3 separate regions of the Mus musculus genome follow, and all the other regions are linked to region 2. A link is a contact called in public Hi-C and promoter capture Hi-C data. All regions are on one chromosome and are shown on one strand. The core of a region is the stretch at or near the end of the contact, and the rest is flanking DNA. Distances in the headings are between cores, read along the strand shown. Region 1 overlaps Disc1 (disrupted in schizophrenia 1). Region 2 overlaps Sipa1l2 (signal-induced proliferation-associated 1 like 2). Region 3 overlaps Disc1 (disrupted in schizophrenia 1).

Region 1 (2,722 bases), core at 17-2,516, 260 kb before region 2:
GAATAGAGTGTCCCACATATCTTTTTTTTTTCCAAGACAGGGTTTCTCCGTGTAGCCCCGGCTGTCCTGGAACTCACTCTGTAGACCAGGCTGGCCTTGAACTCAGAAATCTGCCTGCCTCTGCCTCCCAAGTGCTGGGACTAAAGATGTGCACCACCACGCCCGGCAATGTCCCACATATCTCGTCTTCTCAACGGTTCTTATACTACTGGCTTTTTGGCTTTAACTCACTGACCCCCCCCCCAAAAAAAATATTAAGCACAGTCAGGTGATCCCCTTGCTGTTATTGATTTGGCTGCATTTGGCTGCATTTGGGAGGCCTCCCCACTGGACCTCACAATCCAATGTGGGGAGCAGCCTGCTTCTCAGGGGAAGGTAGAGAGATTGGATGACTTAGGAATCATCTTTCTGGTGTGGCTTGATGGATTCTGGGGGCCTTCTGTCTGCTAACATTAGAGAAGGATACACTTCAGGACTATCTCTACAGCATGGCTTGAAAGCCCTGAGAAGGCCTTGATAAGATCATCTTTGTCTCTGGTTGGAGAAGAGCAGAACTTGGGGCAGAACAGAGTGTGGTCTGGCACCGTGCTTTCTGGCACTGCATGTGTGTCACTTAACCATGCACAGAGGCTGAGAGGCCACCACGGGCAGGACAATGGGACGTGGCTCACCTGAAGAGCTTGAGATCTCATAGCTGAGATACAGAAAAAGCCCAGCGTCCTCTGATGGGGCCGAAAGCTTGAGGAGAGCCTGTGCGCCCTCCAGATTAGGAACTGTGTGCTCAGTGCCAATGGGAAACACACAGAGAGGCAAATATTTGCTTGAAGAGTGTCTTTCTGACACGCCAAGGTACGATTCTCCCCTGAAAAGCCAATCACTAGCTAACCCCAGTTCCGCATTAGAATCAGAGGAAAATGAACCCCCACAGCAAGAGACCCCTCGTTTGGTACATCCAGCGGAGATAATGTGACCAGCATGCAAGGCACAGAATACTGATAAGGCTGTGACAAGTCACGCTTAGACTCGGTGTCACATTCAGATGGTAGCTGAGAGATGAAAAGCAAACAGAAATTAATCCCCCTCCAGGAATCTCATACACATTCACTTAGCGCTAGCCTGCCGCTCAGCGGTCTGTCTCCCATTCTCCCCATTAATAACTATAATCAAATGTCCATGATCAGTTTCCACCAACCGGGTAATTGCTCTGGCTCCCCCATTCTCTGGGATGGGCAATGTGTTCACAAGATGGGGCAGTTGTGTAACCGTTCTGTCCATGCGAACTCCGGAAGTCAGCCGTGCCCTGCAGCTGTGAGTGTCAGCCCACTTGCTCTCTGTGGAGTGAAGGAAGGAAGTAATTTTATTGTGCTATTTTTAGACTTCAATTTAGATTTCAGCTGTTATGATACTCTGTGTGCCTGGATGGATAGAGATGTCTGCACACAATTCCTCGGTACAGTTCTGAGTTGGCCCTGGGCTCCAGCAGGTCCCAGATTTCTTCTCAGCCTGTGACCGCAGCAGTGCCCTGTCACAGTGACTTCCCCTCAGCTGAGACCTGTCGGGTCATAGGGTGATGGTGCCATCATGTACCCATAGTGCCTGGCAAACGGATGCTTCCTTTTACCTGAGGAGGCTCAATCTGTCCTCTCCTATACATGCCTAATGGGCACCCCACAATTCTCTGTAAGTAGACTCAGTTCATGGCTGTCTTGCAGTTTGAGACAGTTTTCTAGAGGCGGTGGATGAAAGCTCTGACAAGAGGGTTTCCTTTCTCACAAGCCAGAAGGATGAGGGCACTGGGCTGCCTTTGCCTCTGCCGTGGAAGATAGCTCTGAACCTCAGGAGAATTCCTAGGTCTCCAGCATTAGGAGTGAAGCTAGCCTGAAACACTAAGGGGTTCTTGGGTGTGTGCCAGACGTACCCGCCTGAGCCTGTTGGGTGTCAGGCACGTGTGTGTTGGCACCTGTGCCAATTCAGATCTCTGTGCCTGAGAACCAACCCTGTAGATATTGGAACACAGTGGCCATTAACCCACAACTTATTCATTACCGGCACAGTTTGTAGCACAAGCACCAACTGTGACATCATACACCACCACCTTGTACTATACAGGTCAGAAAAGCGGGATCCTAACGGGATTTCCCATGTGGCCTTATAGAGGGATCTGTGCCCATGGCCTCTTCTGCTTCTTCCTCTCCCTCCTCACCTCTCCTCTTCTCCCTCATCCACCTCCCCTTTCTCTTGCTTCTTCTCCCATCAAATCGCAGACTTCTTAAATAACCTGCCATGACCTGGATATCTATGCCCTGTCTCAATTAAAGTATTGATTCTTACTCCCCATTGGGGTGTGGCCTTCAGAAGTTATAACATTAGCATCTTTGCTCCTCCCACCATACAAGGACACAGCTAGATGTCGTCATCTACGGGACAGTGTACCCTCAGATTTTCTGATGCCTTGATCATATATACATTCAAACTTTAATATATGCATACATATATATCCAAAAACATCTAGATATTTCTGTTTTGTCCTTCTGAGCTGCTTAGAAAGCTCTCTCCCCCTTAGACATTGTAGAGATAATTTGAAATTTGAGTTTGGTTTGTTTGGGCTTGAGCAGTCAAGAAGCCAGACTGAATGGCCCTTCCATATTTATTCTGAGACTTTAAATTTTAATGTAGCCAATTCCACAACAATTACCACCAGGAAGGCTTCCTTTTGTTAACC
Region 2 (2,700 bases), core at 151-2,650:
CTGAATCCTTAGCTCATCTTGAAGACAGCATTGGGTGGGCTAGGAATCACTAATGTTCTCCATCTGGCCCTTTCACAGCCCTGGGTTATTAAGCACGGACTTCCACAGACGGGCACTTCAGCCTTGGCAAAGGGGTAGTTCCTGAGTTCCCAGACACTAAATAGGAACGTGGTGTTGAGGTGGGGTGGATAGTGCAGGATTTCTGTTTATTAGACTGGCTGCTGAACTTAGGATCTTGCGCATGGGAGGCAAGCGTTGCACAAACACCTCCAGCTCCAACCCAGTGTGAAACTCTCTGACTGCAGCATCCTTCATTCTCAGTGCTGCAGAGGAAGGCAAGCACTGGAGAGAAGGGAGCTGGGTGGGGGCTTGTGGGAGATGATGAAGACGTGAACCCAGATAATATGAGGCTCCCCTGGAGCAGCTTAGTTTGGGCAGTGCCACTGCCACCACGAGGGAGCCTCATGCCACTCTCTTGCCCCCTGCTTCTTCCAAGTTGCCTCCACCGCTGAAGAAAGTCAAATGTGTCCTGTCAGATGCCATTTTATATAGGAAGGAGATGGGGAAGGAGAAAGGAAAGGGGAAACTGAAAGACGGAAGAAAAAGTGAGGCAGGGAAGGAGCGAGGGGAGGGGAGCTTGAAGCAAGCACTGTCAACCTGACAAGCTGAAAGACTGACCTGTGGGCACACCTGTGGGGACAGTCTTCATTACAGTAACTGACATAGGAAGAGCCATCTTAATTGTGAGTGGGACCACTCCTGGGCTGGGTAAAATGGAGTGGACATACTGGATACTGGCTCTCACTCATTCCTCTCTGTTTCCTGACTGCTTCAAGCTCCTGCTGTCCAGATTTCCCATTCATGATAGATCCTACTTATCTGTGAGTTAAAATAGACTCTTTCTCCCTAAGGTTGCATTTGTCAGAGTATTTCAACATCGCAGCAGGGAAGAAGCTAAGTGGGCAGAGGGAGAGCATGGAGGAAAGCATGGAGGGAGAGCATGGAGGGAGAGAGAGCATGGAGGGAGGGAGAGCATGGAGGGAGGGAGAGCATGGAGGGAGGGAGAGCATGGAGGGAGGGAGAGCATGGAGGGAGGGAGAGCATGGAGGGAGGGAGAGCATGGAGGGAGGGAGAGCATGGAGGGAGGGAGAGCATGGAGGGAGGGAGAGCAAGGGCTCACAGCTGTTGGCCTCATCCTCTCTGAAACACACCCCTGAGGCTCTGGGGTTAAGCTTGTCTCTACACTTGAATCCTCAGGACTCTAGCCACCAATGTCTGGTCCCTAATGACTCCTGCTCTTAATTATATCTCAAGTAGCCCTGAGGAAGCAGGAGTCTCCTCTACACTGAAGCCTGGCAGCTTTCCTCTGAGGCCACTCCCCCTCAGCTGGGCTTCCCAGGCTTCCTCCCAGTGAGAAACCAGGGCCTTTGGTGCATTTCCTTATTCTGTGGGCTTCACAGGACAGTCTAGAACTCAGATTTCCAGCTACTTCCTAGGTCCTCGGCCTAGCCCCCAGTCAGAAATGAATCCAAGAGTCTTGCACTGCCAGCCAGCACGGCTACATCTCCTTACCATACACTCCAGGGTGTGTACACACAAGCTATTTCTGGGAGCTGATTAACTTATTTCTTTACCAACCTAAATAGTCTGAGAGCATTGCTTCCAAAGCTCTCCAGTGTCTCCATCATCAATCAGAGAGGGCAGAGGTCACTGGAGAGAGGTCTACACAAGTGACAGAAAAGCCAGATTAGAAATCACTTCCTGCAACAGACTCCAAGGCCATTAACAAGTCCAGTGGTGCCATCAGTCAGGGGCAGTAAACTTGGCTCCTCTCATACACACTCTGGAGGTGAGATGGACGCACTTGAGTGGGAGCTGTTAAGCTTTTGCACACTAGGACCTGAGAACCTTTCCTCCTGAAGGCCCAACTCTCCAGCACTCAGCCTGGATGCTAAGCCACTTACAGACTTGATTTCATGTGCCAGCTTCTAGCTATAACAAGTCTTGGGGAGGAAGCATGTTTTGCTGAGGTCATTTTCGAAAGCCAAAAGCAACTAGCTGTCTTCTTCCTTTCCAGAGTTCCTACGTAAGGGAGGGCACGACATGGGGGTGTCAGTCAGAGGTTCTGGGCTTTCCTGTGACAAGGACTGAACTCAAACAGGAGAGCTGGGAACAGGGAAAGGAGCATTCTGGTGACAAAGCCTGTGTCGCACACAGATGGTCAGACAGAGAAAAGTGGAAATAATTTATTCTATACTATATGAAAGATGTCCCGAACAACGGCAGAAGGAAGCCTAACTCTGTACCTGCTCATGTGAGCCACACACATCTGGTCAACTCAGAATTCTTTCAGCAGGGACTTGGGCATATCCAGCCTATGAATTAACGAGGCAAGAGCAGAGAATGGTGGGGAACCCACAGAGTTATCCAGCTACACAGTGCAAGGAGCGACACAGAGGACAACACAGGATGGATGTAACCACAGGACACTTAGTAAGGGGGTAAAGTTTAAATAAAGCTCGATGTCAGAGGGGAGGAAGCATGCCCTTGGTGAGAGCTGTCCAGGTGACGGGTACCGAGGAAGCTGCTCTAAAGCAGAAAGGCCCACGGCAGTGCCTGAAGCCTGGGATGATTTCAACGTCTCCCACAGGCTCATGCTAAACAACGGGTCTGTAGCTGGTGGTGCTACTATGGAGGGCC
Region 3 (2,854 bases), core at 71-2,570, 400 kb before region 2:
TACTCTTCTTCAGCATCCTTTCTGGTACCCTCCTTCAGCATCCTTCCTGGTACCCTCTTTCAGCATCCTTCCTGGGTACCTTCCTTCAGCATCCTTCCTGGGAACCCCTCTTCAGCATCCTTCCTGGGAACCCTTCTTCAGCATCCTTCCTGAGTACCCTCCTTTAGCATCCTTCCTGGTACCCTCCTTCAGCATCCTTCCTGGTACCCTCCTTCAGCATTCTTCCTGGTACCCTCCTTCAGCATCCTTCCTGGGTACCCTCCTTCAGCATCCTTCCTGGTACCCTCCTTCAGCATCCTTCCTGGGAACCCTTCTTCAGCATCCTTCCTGGTACCCTCCTTCAGCATCCTTCCTGGTACCCTCCTTCAGCATCCTTCCTGGTACCCTCCTTCAGCATCCTTCCTGGTACCCTCCTTCAGCATCCTTCCTGGTACCCTCCTTCAGCATCCTTCCTGGTACCCTCCTTCAGCATCCTTCCTGGTACCCTCCTTCAGTATCCTTCCTGGGTACCCTTCTTCAGCATCCTTCCTGGTACTCTCCTTCAGTATCCTTCTGGCTTGTTCCTTATTGTGTGCTCAGAATTTCTGGAGTGGGCCTAGCACTCTATATTTCTCTAGTTTCTAGAGGACTCGGGGATTAAGGTTGGAGGAATTGTGGCTCTAAGATTCTTCCACAGAGGGGCAGGCCACAGGGCAGTGGCTGGGAGTTTTAAGGGGGCATCTGTCTGGTTCACAGTAAGTCACATCCTGTTTAAGTCCTCAACTTGCACACTTGGCTTGCATATTGAGAGCGTAAGTGTCCTTGTGAAGTGTATATCTGGTTGCTGGGCATTCAGTAGATGCTTTATGAGGTATTAAGATGTCTTGGTACCCACACTCTCACTGCCTTAGAGCAGACGAGGAGAAAGCACTACAGAGTTCTCATGGCAGAACATTTTTGGTTTGGGAGGTTAGGTGGGTGCAGGGAGAAAGCTATGGGAGGCAGACGTCCTCCTGGGATGAGACTCAACACTGACGGTTATCTGTGATGGATGAACCCTGCCCCAGTCACTAGGTGATTGTGGAGGTTTGAACATCAACCGTCTCCCGGAACCTCATAAGATTAGACACTTGGTTCCCAGCTCACGTGGCTGTTTTAGAAGGTCGTGGCGCATTTAGAAAGTGGAGCCTAGCTGGCAGAAGCAGGTTGCTGGGGGTTGGGGGGAGGTGGGTCTTTGAAGGATTGAACCTCTTTGGGATTTGGTCTGTATTTTCTGCTGTCTAGTCAGCCATGATGTAAGACCCTCTACTGCAGGCTCTGACTGCCACCATGAGTCACTACCATGGTGAACGGAGGATCCTCTGAAACCACAAACCCAAATAAACCCTCCCTCCTTACATTGCTCCTGTTAGAAGAACAGAGGAAGAAGAAAAATAACAGAGTATAGAGTTCTCATAGGTCAATGAGATTCTGGGTCAGTGAGTCCTCATCTTCAATGAGCTGACGTTTATTGTAATGAGATTTGTCGAAAGACCCTGGAATATAACCTTAATTCCCACCTAGTTTCTCCAGGTTCCTAAAAATATTGGAAAATTGTTGAGATTTATTTACATCCTGTATAAACTTTGTTACTCTGTGTGTGTGTGTGTGTGTGTGTGTGTGTGTGTGTGTGTGTGTGTGTGTGTGTAGACAACAGCATACTTGCTCTCTGTCTTGGGGAAGAGTGTGTGATGGTGTGTGCCGGAGCACACCAGGGGAAGCTACAGGACAGCCACATATCCCCAGGTTTTTGCTCCTTTTTCCTTTCGTTCTATGCTCAAGAGAAAGATGTGGTTGGCACAGAATAGAAAGTTCCATGTTTTATCTCATTAAAATCACAGCAAGTTTACACTGCAAAGCCTCCTGGGGGAGACTCCCTAAGGACTCTGACTCCTCCCATCTCCCTTGCCAGGGAAGTCAAGTTCTTGTTTCTTTTATCTTTACTGCAGGCTGGGAAGGCCTTGGGGGGGGGGGGAGAATAACAATACTTTCCATGTTTGCTTAGGGTCCTTTTCCCATGAGACACTTTTAGACTCATTACATTAATGCCTGCCTGTGACTGAAGTGCTAAGGGCAGGAACAAGACTGGGAGAGACCACTGCTTGGACGCTAGGGTGCAGAGTAGACATTCCCGTGTCTCTGTCTAGGACTCAGCCTAGAAGGAGGAAAAGATTGTCCACAGGGATCCTGTATTGATACCCCACTGGCATACTGTAACCCTGCCTGCTACTTCACTGCCAGATGAGCCAGGAGTGGGTGTGAGGTGGAGCAGAAACTCTTTGGATCTTAGCATCTCTGTTTCTCTTTCTGTGTCTCTGTCTCTCATACATACACATACACATACACATACACATACACATACACAGACACACACACACACACACACACACACACATACACACACACACATACACATACACATATACGATGTTTGGTCCTGTGTGTTCAAGTGTGTGGAGGTCAGAGGTGGCTGGGAACTGAACCTGGATTCTCTACAAGAGCAGTAAGTGCTCTGAATTGCTGAGCAGTTTTTCTGTCCCCCAACACACCTTAGGAAATACTTGAATGTTGTGGCATTAGAGTTTAGAAAAATTTAGACAAGCAAATGGTTAGGGTTAGGGTTAGGGTTAGGGTTAGGGTTTAGGATTAGGGTTTAGGGTTAGGTTTTGGGGTTAGGGGTTGGGGGTTAGGGTTAGGGTTAGGCATCTGTTACAGTTGGTTGCATAGGTTTGTTTGTTTGTTTATCAAGTTGCCTACAGTGTTTAGCCTCGTGGTATGCATGGAGCAGAGAGAGTACAAGACTCTGGCATGCAGCCACGAGGGCTCTGCAGGCTGC

The links. A called contact is a pair of places that touch in the nucleus more often than the background predicts. Capture Hi-C pulls out chosen DNA fragments and counts their contacts.
Region 1: a promoter capture Hi-C map of adipose tissue shows a contact between it and region 2. The contact joins two enhancer-like sites. A contact is called at or near these places in 4 of 39 promoter capture datasets (cranial neural crest, frontonasal cranial neural crest, maxillary cranial neural crest and 1 more), 1 of 484 Hi-C or Micro-C datasets (LSK cells), 3 of 115 datasets of contacts at active chromatin or transcription factors (double positive thymocytes, embryonic basal ganglia and microglia) and 4 of 9 other capture datasets (adipose tissue, embryonic stem cells, embryonic trunk and 1 more).
Region 3: a Hi-C map of bone marrow-derived macrophages shows a contact between it and region 2, with 14 read pairs. The contact joins two enhancer-like sites. A contact is called at or near these places in 3 of 39 promoter capture datasets (cranial neural crest, maxillary cranial neural crest and second pharyngeal arch cranial neural crest) and 1 of 484 Hi-C or Micro-C datasets (bone marrow-derived macrophages).

The regions. Positions count from the first base shown.
Region 1 is chr8:125,226,040-125,228,761 of GRCm38.p6, forward strand. The region is part of intron 10 of Disc1 (disrupted in schizophrenia 1); the gene reads left to right. Among named protein-coding and RNA genes, the nearest start is that of Gm30713, 160 kb to the right of the region's middle. Within about 2 kb of position 1,267, at least 74 of the 459 cell types and tissues checked have an H3K27ac peak or open chromatin away from gene starts, as enhancers often do. A contact at or near this core is called in adipose tissue and microglia, where this site is marked.
Region 2 is chr8:125,487,606-125,490,305 of GRCm38.p6, forward strand. The region is part of intron 3 of Sipa1l2 (signal-induced proliferation-associated 1 like 2); the gene reads right to left. Among named protein-coding and RNA genes, the nearest start is that of 4930566D17Rik, 33 kb to the right of the region's middle. Within about 2 kb of position 1,401, at least 10 of the 459 cell types and tissues checked have an H3K27ac peak or open chromatin away from gene starts, as enhancers often do. A contact at or near this core is called in adipose tissue, bone marrow-derived macrophages and microglia, where this site is marked.
Region 3 is chr8:125,092,356-125,095,209 of GRCm38.p6, forward strand. All of the region lies in intron 3 of Disc1 (disrupted in schizophrenia 1), which reads left to right. Among named protein-coding and RNA genes, the nearest start is that of Disc1, 40 kb to the left of the region's middle. Within about 2 kb of position 1,321, at least 4 of the 459 cell types and tissues checked have an H3K27ac peak or open chromatin away from gene starts, as enhancers often do. A contact at or near this core is called in bone marrow-derived macrophages, where this site is marked.